Linked DNA regions of Mus musculus: all the other regions are linked to region 3. A link is a contact called in public Hi-C data. All regions are on one chromosome and are shown on one strand. Each heading gives the region's core, a stretch centred on a gene start, on an enhancer-like site or on the middle of the called end of the contact. The rest is flanking DNA. Distances are from core to core; before and after follow the strand shown.

Evidence for each region. Hi-C and Micro-C count contacts between places; a contact is called where the count stands out from the background.
Region 1: a contact with region 3 is called in a Hi-C map of the N1E-115 cell line, with 9 times the contacts expected there. The contact joins the enhancer-like site here to the promoter of Hmgb2 in region 3. A contact is called at or near these places in 1 of 39 promoter capture datasets (cranial neural crest), 7 of 484 Hi-C or Micro-C datasets (the G1E-ER4 cell line, the N1E-115 cell line, adipose-derived mesenchymal stem cells and 3 more) and 5 of 115 datasets of contacts at active chromatin or transcription factors (the 230-238 cell line, astrocytes, embryonic forebrain and 2 more).
Region 2: a contact with region 3 is called in a Hi-C map of uterus, with 2.8 times the contacts expected there. The contact joins the enhancer-like site here to the promoter of Hmgb2 in region 3. A contact is called at or near these places in 1 of 39 promoter capture datasets (cranial neural crest), 1 of 484 Hi-C or Micro-C datasets (uterus) and 1 of 115 datasets of contacts at active chromatin or transcription factors (large pre-B cells).

What each region holds. Positions count from the first base shown.
Region 1 is chr8:56,681,745-56,686,040 of GRCm38.p6, reverse strand. No RefSeq gene overlaps it. Among named protein-coding and RNA genes, the nearest start is that of Fbxo8, 130 kb to the right of the region's middle. Within about 2 kb of position 1,515, at least 14 of the 459 cell types and tissues checked have an H3K27ac peak or open chromatin away from gene starts, as enhancers often do. A contact at or near this core is called in the N1E-115 cell line and adipose-derived mesenchymal stem cells, where this site is marked.
Region 2 is chr8:56,636,792-56,641,115 of GRCm38.p6, reverse strand. No RefSeq gene overlaps it. Among named protein-coding and RNA genes, the nearest start is that of Fbxo8, 88 kb to the right of the region's middle. Within about 2 kb of position 1,670, at least 11 of the 459 cell types and tissues checked have an H3K27ac peak or open chromatin away from gene starts, as enhancers often do. A contact at or near this core is called in uterus, where this site is marked.
Region 3 is chr8:57,509,819-57,513,622 of GRCm38.p6, reverse strand. It overlaps Hmgb2 (high mobility group box 2), which reads right to left and starts at 1,780. Exons shown (of 5, transcript NM_008252.3): 1 at 1,618-1,780; 2 at 875-1,048; 3 at 416-561; 4 at 159-333. The coding sequence starts at 1,024. 2500002B13Rik (RIKEN cDNA 2500002B13 gene) reads right to left here. Exons shown (of 4, transcript NR_126553.1): 4 at 3,361-3,535.

The DNA.
Region 1 (4,296 bases), core at 266-2,765, 830 kb after region 3:
AGGAGAGGGGCATCTTGTGGTGTGGCAGCAAACTGGGCAGAAAGCAGCCATTGCTCCATGGGGATATTAGGGGTGAGGATCAGGGTGCCAGACATGGCTAAATGACTGAAGACAGACATTATGGCCTGCCTAAAAGCAGAGAAGAAAATAAGACAAAAATCCCACCGTACCTCCTCTAACAGGTAGTTTTACTATCTAGATTCTAGACTCTAGAAAAATCAAAAAGTACATTTCATCCCTTGGAATTCTAGGACTGTCTTTTACAACCTCCCTTCTTTGCTTGGAAAACAGCTGCCTGTAAACCAAAACTTCCTCCAGCCCTGAGGGCACATAACATGTGTCCCCTTTCTCTTCCATTCTTATGCATAACGGAACCATCTTAAAGAATAAGTGTTAGGACTCAGGATTGACTCGTGGTTTCTAAAATCTAGAAGTTTCTTACTGGACAGCTTTCGATATCAGCTGTTAAATGTGAATGAAAGTGTGCATGTAAAACCACATCCTGCTGCATCCTTCATGCCATTGTCTTTAATATTCCATTTGTGTCCTATTGCCATCAGAATCTGTACACCTGATGCGTAAAACAGAGATACGCTTTTAGCTCCTAAAATGCTGTACTCTGGTATATCAAACTGTAACTAAGTAGACACTTGATTCCCTATTCAGAACCCAATTATTTAATAGTGCTTTGAAAGAAAGAGAACTTTAATTTTTATAAAGTAAAATAAAAAAAATAATAACATAGTCATTCAAGTGTAAAAATACCAGCATTTGAGACAGACAGCTTAGTGCCACACCTCACCGAAGCTTGTTTTATTTAAGTCAAACAACTCTAAATGTTGATGTGTTTAGAAGCCACTTTTTATATGACTTCAAACATTAATATGGTTATATGGCAATGTAATGTTTTAAATTACTAAACTTGTAGAAATATGATGATCAAATGAGTAGTGAAAAACATTTCTTTCCAGTGTATGCTACAAACTCAATAAAGAACGGCTAAAATGTATTTTTTTTAATTTTTATGATTCCATCCAGATTCCATTCCAGTTACCTTGGCAGATAACTGACACTGAATTTCTAGTAACGTATGCCAAGGCTGAAACATCCTTAACTATTCTTAGGCTCCAACACTATGCTAATGCAACAAATAAATACAATTTCCCCCTTTTCAAGACACTCATATCATAAGTATTCTCTTTTACTGTGTGTTGCCTTCTTCTATTGACTCATGTGACAAACCAAATAGCAAATGACATTTGTTTGCTTCAGATAGATGTGACAAACTTAGTGGTGTCTGCTATTTCTTTGACGTCCTAAAAGACACGACATCGATGTTCCATGTTTCTAAAGTAAATTCACTTTAAATTGTTTATTGATGCTGAAGTTCTTACAAAGATGCACACTATGAGCAAATGCTTTAGCTGACAACTCAAAAAAACAACATGCTTCGTGGAGCCTGAAACCCTGCTTTGGCTTAGAAAGAATCATAGTTTCGATTTGCCGTGAGAGTGAATGACTCAGCCTGGAAGATTGTTCGGCTCAGCCTAGCTGGGGTCATAGTAGAAGTGGCTGGCAATGTTTGTAAAATAGAAGAATCTTTCCTTGTGCATGACTACAATCCATTCAAGAAACAAGTATAATTCTTACCCATGAAACCAAAGTCAGCACTCCTAAGAAACCAAGTAAATACATTAAGGGAATAATCGAACGAAAGAACATCTAGAGAAAGTGGTAGATTCTTTCAAGCAAGTAAGAAAGAGTAGCAAAGGTTTGTTTTCGGTAGTGTATTTCAAGAGATAAGATGATTGACTTTTTTCTCCTAGATTTTTAATTTGAAAAATGCCAAACATATAAGCAGATTACACAACTAAAACCAACATACCTTAAGGGTATCCATTTTTAAATATCTTGCTTCATTTATCATCTCTCTCTCTCTCTCTCTCTCTCTTTCTCTCTCTCTCTCTCTCTCTCTCTTTCCCCTCCCTCCCTCCTTCCTTCCTTCCCTCCCTCTTAGTCTTCTCTGAGATATATTAGAGAGAGAGTAGAGAGAGGGAGACAAGCAAGCTGTTTTGGATGACATATTTGAAACTTTCCTACAGTGGCCATAACTCCTTAGTTCTGTCTGTCCCTTGAATAAGAACACCTTGCTTCAAAATCATCACACTATCAATCACAGTCCTTCCTCAATAGCTTGTGGGTTCGTTTTTAAATTCAACATTCAATCAAGCATTACAGAATATACAGAATTATACATTTAAGTGGGTCTTTAGACTTTTTAATCTGAAATGAGTTTTCACCATGATGAAATAAGAACACAATATTTTGAATATTAGTCTCAAGGCTGATCAATTAATATTGGCAGTAAATAATGGCAGTAAATAATTAGGAAAGTGACTTCTAAGACCTATTGTTATTTTTGGCCAAAAAATATGTTATCATTTCACCAGGAACTCTCCTTCCAACTCATCTAACTTCAAGTGATGTAGGGGGAAATATTAATTAACTAATGAATTACAGCATATTTGCAACTAGTAGCTTAAAGCACATAGACACCCATATATCACATTTAGCTCTTTAAACTCATCCCCAAAAACAAATTGGTGGTCAATCTTTTGTGTGTGACTCAAAGTTAATATTAATATTATTGAAAGAGAACAGGCAGCCAAACATGTAATATTTATTGTCCTTTTCTCCTTAAAGTCATTTTTGTAACAATTTGAACACATTCCAACAAAAGTTGGGTAAATACTTTTAGCAAGCACTGTTACATTAAATTTATATTTATTCCTTGACTATTTCCCTTCTTCTCAGTTGTTAGATTTTAAGAAAAGTATGTTTGTTGAAAACAACTTACTACTAATTCACTTCTTCAAGAAAAGTCTTCACATTATTAGAAGTGTAGCACTAAAGCACAACCAAACCACCGCATGATGACATCTTACAAATTTAATGTATCACATTCAGATGTTATGTCAAAGCATGCATTTCAACTTTGTATGTATGATAAAATGAAGACTCATTTATTAGTATTTATGACCATACATGTCAATATCTGTTCATAATGGAATAAACATATTCCAAGTACATATATGTGCACTAAAGTTATTTTCTAAATCTTGTGACAAATAGATGAAATGTTTTGTTTCATTTAAAGGCAATTCTTTAAAAGGAAAAATGCAATCATACTGAGAGACATGCAATGGAAATATCACTTCCTGCTTCTAATTTCTCCCTGAAACTAATGAAGTCAATCAGAAATAAACTATTTTAGTGTGAAGGTACCGGGCAAAGACAAGAGCATGGACAGTTAGGGGATTTCTATTGCCACCTAGCGTCTAACTTTATAATGGACTGATTTCTGAACATGGAAACAGTCCTATAATCTGGAACAGATTCTTTGAATGAAAAAAGTAATTATGAAAGTCGATGCTCACAGTCAGCTATGGGATGGATCACAGGGCCCCCAATGGGGGAGCTAGAGAAAGTACCCAAGGAACTAAAGGGATCTGCAACCCTATAGGTGGAACAACATTATGAACTATCCAGTACCCCAGAGCTCTTGACTCTAGCTGCATATGTATCAAAAGATGGCCTAGTCGGCCATCACTGCAAAGAGAGGCCCATTGGACTTGCAAACTTTATATGCCCCAGTACAGGGGAACGCCAGGGCCAAAAAGTGGGAGTGGGTGGGTAGGGGAGTGGAGGGGAGGGTATGGGGGACTTTTGGGATAGTATTGGAAGTGTAAATGAGGAAAACACCTAATAAAAATATTTTAAAAAGTAATTATGACACTTTTCAATCAAATAATTTCTTAGTTCTTTAAAAGCAACCCACTATTTCTTTATGAACCAGTAGTTATGTGAAGATAATTTTGCACCATTAATTAATTTAATATTTATTCATCTAAAATTCTGATTGCTGGCCCCACTTCCCCGTCCCTCCTCACAGGGCAGGGTCCCTCTTCCCCTTCTTCTCTGAGAGGGTGGGGTGCCCCTGGGCACAGATAGTTTTTAAAATCACATAACAAAGACAAAAGTTTATGGCAACTGTGCATTCTCTCTCTCTCTCTCTCTCTCTCTCTCTCTCTCTCTCTCTCTCTCTCTCTCTCTCTCGTGTGTGTGTGAGTGTTTGTGTGCACGCACTTTAGTGTACACATTCTGTATGTAAGTGCATTCATGTGTGTGTGTGAGTCGAAAATCAATGTAAGTGGTCATTCTTCAGGTGGCTTCTACCTCTTTTTTATTTCTTTTTGAAAAGAGTCTTAATATAAGCATGAGGCACGATGCCTAGCA
Region 2 (4,324 bases), core at 421-2,920, 870 kb after region 3:
GCATTCATTCATTCTCACTCTCAGTTTGATAAGTCATGGCAAAGGCATGGAGGACGGGGAGGAAACATGAAGCAGCTGGTCACGTCACAGTGCCAGACAAAAAGCAGAGTTTAAAGAGGAAGCAGAGTTGCTCCATAATGCTTAAAGGCCCATGCCCAGTGACACACCTCTGCAATCCATGCTTCATACTCTCAAAAATTCTAGTATTCCCCTTAATACTGTCATAATGTGGGGACCAAGTATTCAAAGACATAAGCCCATGGAATGTTTCAGATTCAAACCATAATTGCACAATTTTATCCAAGATCTCAAAAGAATATTGATTATGCCTCTCCTCTTAAATGATAAGTAACCAGATAAAATTGATTCTGTTCTGTCATCTTTTGCTCTTTCTTCCAGGCCCCATTTGCTTGCAGGTCTGTGCCTGTATGAGACAAATAGGTGAGTACCTGTCGGAGACAAATCAGTGATGCTGTATAAATGTTCCTAACTGTTTATAGGAACAAATTAATTCTATACATCTTTCTGTTTCTATCAGAGACATGTGCCAAGAAGTGTACTGTAATTGACACCTAACAGTCAATGAAATAAAGTTGAAAAATACATAAACAAGAAAACATTCCATGTGACAATAAATTAACAACCTGAACTATTCCTAGATATTCTGGTACAATACCCATTTGTATTTTGCATATCAAGGCAATTCATAACTTGAGACATACTCTCGTGTTTACTTCAAATTACATTATTCTCCAAGAGCCCTTCACAGTGCAAAAGGAGCAGCTCTCCCTGACAGGCCATTTTACTTCTCCCTAACATTTCTCCCATGCTTTTACTTCTGTCTAGAATGTTCTTTTTTTGTTTCCTCTAATGACCTAAATCTATGTATTGCTTCTTTACAACAATCTCAAGCTTTACATATTCAGTGAAACTTCACATCATAAAAAATACTTCCAAAAATCCATTTAAAAATACTTTAGATGAGTCTGTAGACAGAAGACAAAATAAGGTAATTTAATCCAGAACACTTTAAAGAATCAGATTACCAATTATTCAAATGTAATAAACTTGTGTAAAAGGGAACTCTATACACACTCATACATATGTATATGTAAACATTCTCGTAATTACCCTCAGACAGTGATAGAAGAAATATAATATATACACACATGCACACCAATACATGCATGCACAGTATATTTGTGTTAACTCTAAGGATAATGTTTCTGTCCCTGTATTTGTTAATATTTTGGAAATAAATCATAACTGGACATACATTCGCCATTAGTTTTTTTTCTTAGAATATTTCCTCACTAAAATAACTTACATGTGAGGTGGTGGCGTTAAAACAAACTAACTACACAATACGCAGAGGATGCCAAATTAAAATTTCAACTTCAGTCATGACAACAAAAACATGTTTCTCTTCAAATTTAATTTCCATGAGAAACTCTTCTAAATTAAAACCTTCCAGTGCAGTGTCCTTCCATTTTTTGCATTTTTTACTACCTAGAGATCAAACAGTTTGACACAGCAAAAATTCTGGTGAATTGGAAAGAAATGCTGATTGGTTTGTTGGCTGGTGGCCGGGGGAATGTTATGACCGAGTAATTATGTGTTCTGGACAGATGCATTAAGCAGGCTTGGGGCCGGAGCCACTGGATATTATTTCAGTCATAAGGCTAGAGGAACTGAACAATTTTCAAAGCATTGGCTGGCTGACATTGCCGAACCCATGCCTGTTCCCGATGACTCCTTGGCAGTAACTTCCAACACTGCACTTACGACATGGTAAACAAAAACTACATTAAAGGTTTGCTTTTTAATCATGGAGGAGTTCAGCCTTTCCACTAAGCTCTTGCGCTATTCATCAAGTCGCGGTGAAAGCTAGTGCAGATTTTCACTGTCCTATCTTCTGATGGAACTGTAGCGGTGTAACAGGGGAGAAAGAAAAGACTTCGTGTCCAGAACGAGTATCGAATAAAGATGATAATTCGTCTTTGCAGTTGCCTCCCTGTATAACAAACTGAAAGCTGACGGTGCGTTTTTGTGATGATTTATTTATCTCAATGCATAAAATCCTACCCTTTGTAAAACAATTATGTCTAGTGATTGGAAAAATGCACATAAAAATAAAATCACACAACCAATATGATGCTCTTTGGCTTCTAGAAAAAGAAAAATAAGTCCCACAATAATGAGTCAATTGGATAACTTCAGGTAAAACTTCCTCTTCTGGCATTAAAATGGAAGTTTAATTTTAAAATCATATACTAACTAACTAGAAAGTTAATAATTTAATTGGAACCACATTTGGTTACTATGTTTTATAGTATTATTGAAAGATTAAACAGCATTTTATTTTGTTATTTTCTTAACTGTAGTACTATTATAATAAAATGTAAATGATAAAGTTAGTTTCATGGGGCAGTTTTAAGTCATGTAATAGTTGTTGATCAATGTAAGATGGTGTATGAATGGATAGAGTGGGGTGTGTGTGTGTGTGTGTGTGTGTGTGTGTGTGTGTGTGTGTGTAAAGATGTGGGTATTTTTGCTACTTTTTTTTTTGCTTTAAATGTGACAACTGAAACTTTTATTTCTGTGTTATTATTTTGTGATTGAAACTCAAACATTTCACAAAAAATTTTAAAACTATTTGAATTATTCTAACAAACTCAGTTTGCTCAAAATTATTACTAAATTCCACAAATAATGTTGATCACTTGAAAGAAGTATTCAGAGAATAGTATGAATAGCATGAATAGTAATATCTTTTCTTAGAGACTTCAGTACAAATTATACTTTTAATAGTTCCTGAAGATTTATCATTTTGGTTAAATTTCATAATGTTGCATTCTTTTTAAAATTTGGTTGCCCCCAAGTGCATCTAATAACCTAAGATTTTTATTTTTAATTAATCTTTAGAAATAAATTTATTGATGGACATAGTTTTGTTGTTTTATGTCCTAAATAACTGCAGATGAAATGTCTAAAAAATATGTCAAAAGATTATGAAATAATCATGAAATGTAAATATGATAAGTAAAATCACTACAACTATCTCCTCATTTGCAATTTACAATTTAAAAAGAATGGTTATCCTCTTGGGTTGACTTTTAAAATCTCTGGAGAACTTAACCAAAAAGTACTTAATGAACTAAGGAAGAAAAACTTAGAAAGATTCCTTCTTCACCCAGATCCTCCCAATACCCATTCTAAGTGAACACTCTGTGACCTGCATGAAAAAATATACTAAGAATACTTTTAAAAGATATGAAAAGAAAAAAAACCGTAAACAGAGTGACGAGAAACACAAGTTCACTTTTCAAGAAAACAGAGAGTAAGAAGATCGAAAGGAAAAAGTTGGGAAGCGAGTCAAAGTCCAGTAAAGGTGAATTGTTTCACATCAAAACCGTATGTTTTAGGAAATGATTCATTAGTAGTCCAAAACATGGGATATATAAAATATTACCATGCTAAGAATATGTAATCTGATTAAAATATTGACACACCTAATGAAATATACTGCTATATTATTGTTGATACTATGATATAGTTTATGACACACAACTAGCAGATAATACAACTACTTTAATTAACAGAAAAGCTTTTACCCAGAAGCAGTTTGCTCTTGGCTCTTTCTCAACCCTGAAAACAGTATAGATGGACCGATCTCTCTCCCCTCCCCCTCTCTTCTCTCTCTCTTTCGGTGTTCTTTCTTTGAAATAAGGACTCAAACTTTTTCCAAAAATGGGTTTTTCTTAGAATAATTTGAATCATTCTAAGAAGAAATTATTTTTGTTCTAAATTGTTACCAATTCCACAGTGTCATTCATTATGGAAACTTGTGGCTTTTAACTCAATGTTGCAACAATGTGTAGAACATGAAATACAACAGTGTTAACACGAGTGCTACATTCAATTTCTTCCAAAACAACAACAACAACAACAGAAAATCAAAAGACTTGTTAATATTGTGTAAGTTTAAAATGCAAAGTACTTAATGTAACATCTGTCACCTAAGCAATAGTTTAAGAATATTATGAATAAGTAAATTTACTCTTAATAAATGGATTTTTGTTTACAAAGCCTAGTATTTAGTATTTGGATTTCTATCTACACTGTATTTATCAGTTTTTATTATATATAAAATAATATATTAATAATAAATGCATGTGCTAGATACTTCCATGAGTTATAAAGATTCTTTGCTCAGATGTAAGAAATCCTGAGACTTGATTCTTTACCCAAAACAAAGAAATGCTTTTTAGTCTTTAAACCTCTGTTCAATAAGACACCTTGCCAAAGGGGAAAGAGGAGTTTG
Region 3 (3,804 bases), core at 531-3,030:
CCACAAAACACAGTATCACAAGGTGAACTTGTCTGTACTGCTCAACTTTCATCTGGGGTTTCCAAAAACTGACAGGCAGTGGTTAACAAATATCCCAAGTTCCTACAGCTGACATATATCATATAGAAATATCAGTTATTATTTAAAAGGCACCGTACCTTTTCATACTTCTCCTTTAGTTTAGCTGCTTTCTGCTCATACGGTTGTTTATCTTTGGCAGATTGCTCAGACCACATCTCACCCAGTTTCTTCGCAGTATCTCCAATAGACAGGCCTGGGTGTTCAATTTTGATCTTTGGGCGATTTTCAGAGCAAAACAGGAAGAAGGCAGACCTGCAAGGAAGCAAGAGTTAACAAATAGAGGACGATGGGGGCTGGGGGGGCGATGGGTTCGTTAGTTCTCAGATCAACTTACGGTGGTCTCTTCGGAGCATTGGGGTCTTTTTTCTTTCCTTTCTTATCCCCTTTGGGAGGAACATAGTTCTTCATCTCCCTGTCATAACGAGCTTTGTCGCTCTTGGCCAAATCTTCAAACTTGGACTTTTCCTTTGCAGACATGGTCTATGGGGCAGAAAAAACGAGTCAATCGGCAAGGACTTCAAAGCTCCTAGCTGTCCGAGTAATAAAGAAAGTGGATAAACAAATAAGTCGAGTCAATCTGTAAACTCTGAGGCATTTGCATTAAGGGCGCCCTCGGCTTGGAGACCAACCTTTAAAACCCTCGGGTCCCCAGGGTGGCAAAAGCTCGCGCGCTCCCTGGTCCCTGTCGTCCCCCCCCCCCATCCGACCCGCCCCCGCCCGCGGGGACCCGCCAAAAGCAGCCCGGAAACGGCCTGCAGCCGGGCACGCGCGCCGCCCGCCCTCCCTCCCTCACCTTCCATCTCTCGGAGCATTTCTTGGAGAACTCGGCGAAGTTCACCGACGAGTCGGGATGCTTCTTCTTGTGCTCCTCGCGGCAGGTCTGCACGAAGAAGGCGTACGAGGACATTTTGCCCCGCGGCTTGTTGGGGTCACCCTTGCCCATGACGACGGCGCGGCGTCTGTCTACCTGCCGAGGAGAAAGCCGTGTCCGGACCGGGGACCGGGGTGGGGACCCGCGGGGAGGGGGCTGCAAGGAGTGAGGAGCGTGGGGGAGGGGAGCGGGGACAGCGGGGAGGGGGGGGATTCCGCTCCGCTTCCCGCCTAAACCCCGCGCGCCCCCGCGAGCGAGCGCGGGAGCGCGCGCCCCGGCCAGGCCCGGCCCAGCCCAGCCCCAGCCGGCTCCGACCCGCCCGACTCGCCCGCCCGCCCGCGCCTCAGCCCCTCGCCCGGAGGCCGAAAGCCGCCGCCGGCCGCGCGCCCTCCCTGACAGAAAAGCCGCGCGCCTTACACTTACACAAGCCACCGCGAGACCCACAGCCAATCCAGTTTTTAAGAAAGAGACAGAGAGAAAGAAAAAGAAACGCGGCCGGGCTCAAGGGCTTTCTGGCCGCCCTCCATGGCCCCGGCCCTCACCCAAAGACTCGGCCGCCCTCTAAAGCCGCCGAAGCCGCCACGCCGAAGCCCGGCAGACGTCCCCCCACGTCTACGCGTTAAGAGCCAGGCCGCCAAGCCCCGGGCCTCCCGGCCGAACCTTACCTGCTGCGAGCGCTGCTTCCCTCAGACCTCCGCAGAGAGACTTCCTTCCCCAAGCTCCGGCGAGAACTGGTTTCTCGCTAACGCAATCCCCAGCCTCTTGTTTTGCAGAGTTCTCCGCGCCACGGCAACTTGACCAGACCAGTCGCGGGCCACACCTCCCTCCGCTCTGATTGGCTGTGGAGGATTATTCAAACCCGGAGAGTCCCCGCCCCCCCACGGAGAAGGCTTCCGATTGGTGGGTGTCTGGCCAGGCCCGTCCCTCCAGGCTAAGCCTAGCAGGTTCGGTGGGTCTCCCAGGTCGTTAACTCCCAGACCCGTTGGAACCGGTCTAGAGAGGAATGTACTGCTCGGCCCTGATTGGCGGCAGGAAAAGCGTTTGAAAAATGGCGGGCCCGCTGCTGATTGGCCATGAGGGTGGGGCAGGCCCCGAGAGGAACTGCCCCGGCCAGATTTAAAACTAGCAAGGAGGGCGCCTGGCGCTAAACTCTTCAGGTGATAAAGATGGCTCCGAGGTGACTAAAGGCGCTAGGCCAGCCGCGGTTTGGATGCCGTGGCCTGCCTGGGGCTCAGCTACGAGTTCACGAAATAAAAAAATGGGAAGAAAGTGGGGAGCCCGCGGCGCGGAGCCATGATGAGGCCGAGGTGGAACCGGAGCACGGCGGGCGGGGAGCCTCAGACTGTGCGGAGAGTCTCACGGACTCCTAGCCGCGTCCCCTAGTGATTTAAAAATAAATAAAGTAGCCCTCGCCCTCCGATCGGAGCCATGCCTGCCTCCGCGCCGGGACGGCGTCTTCCACAGCTGACCCGCCTAAGATCTGCGGGTTGGCCGCACTGCACCCCAACACTTCGCGGGCGCGGGTGGGAGGCCAGGGTCCCTCACCTTGCCGGTCAAGCTGCTTTCCGGGGAAGGAGGGCTCGGTCCTAACAGGCCATTTCTGCCTTGTGATTTGGCTGTGGAGAGCTCTTTCCCCCCCCCCCCCCTCGCAGATTGACGCGTATGTGGCACCGCTGTTTTCACGGATTTTCAATGTTTTCTACCCCCAGCAACTTTGCTTGCATTTGCGGGGCTGCCCTCCTGTTTGGTTCCTGTGTGAGGATCATTTTCGATAGTGCTTAAGGACTTAGCGGTTCTTAACTTTCTTTTTAAAAAGTAGACTTGAACGTTGTGTTTTTCTTGGAAATGGATGATGGTTCAGCATTGCGAATATACTTAATGCCGGCAAACAGTGGTCCGCCTTTATGTTCTACGACAATAAAAACAATAAGGTGCCAGTTAGGTGTGGGGGCATATTTTCCCGCTTTAAGGGTACCACCAGATTTGTTTTTTTGGTTTTTGGTTTGCTTTTTGTTGTTGTATGTTTTGGTTTTTCAAGATAGGGTCTCCTGGCCGGTGTGTAGCCTGGCTGTCCTGGAACTCACTAAATACTCCAGACTGACCTTGAACTCAGAATTCACCTGCTTCTGCCTGGGATTAAAGGGGTGTACCACCATACCTGGCTAAGGTGTCAGAATTTTGTTAATCGTAATGCTTATAAATTGTGTCTACCTGAAATCTTACATCTAATAAATGACAGTTGCAACTAACCTATAAACCAGACACGCACAGTCAAGCTCACCAAACCTGAGTGTATTATTCAAATAGCATTGTAAGTGAAATTACTGATGCACTACACGTTTACATCATGTATTTAAGTGTTACGTGTACCAGGGTTCTCTAGCGAAACAAAACCAATAGACTGAATCTATATGTAGGAGATTTATTAGAACGACTTATAGGCTGTGGTCCAACAATGGCTGACTAACAGTGAAAGGTCCAAGAAGCCAGAAGTTGTTCAGTCCACAAGGCTGGATGTCCCACATGGTTTTCAGTATAAGCAGAATCCTGAAGAAGTAGGCTCTAATGGCAGTGAAGTAATTTCTAGGAAGAGCAAGAGCAAGCAAGCATTCTTTTTTCATGTCCTTTATAAGGCTGCTAGAAGAAGGTGTGGCCCATATTAAAGATGGATCTTCCTGCCTCAAAAAAAATCAGGGTTAAAAGTGGATCTTCCACTTTAAATGATTTGGGGGGGGGGGTGTTTCGAGACAGGGTTTCTCTGTATAGCTTTGGCTGTCCTGGAACTCACTCTGTAGACCAGGCTGGCCTCAAACTCAGAAATCCACCTGCCTCTGCCTCCCAAGTTCTGGGAT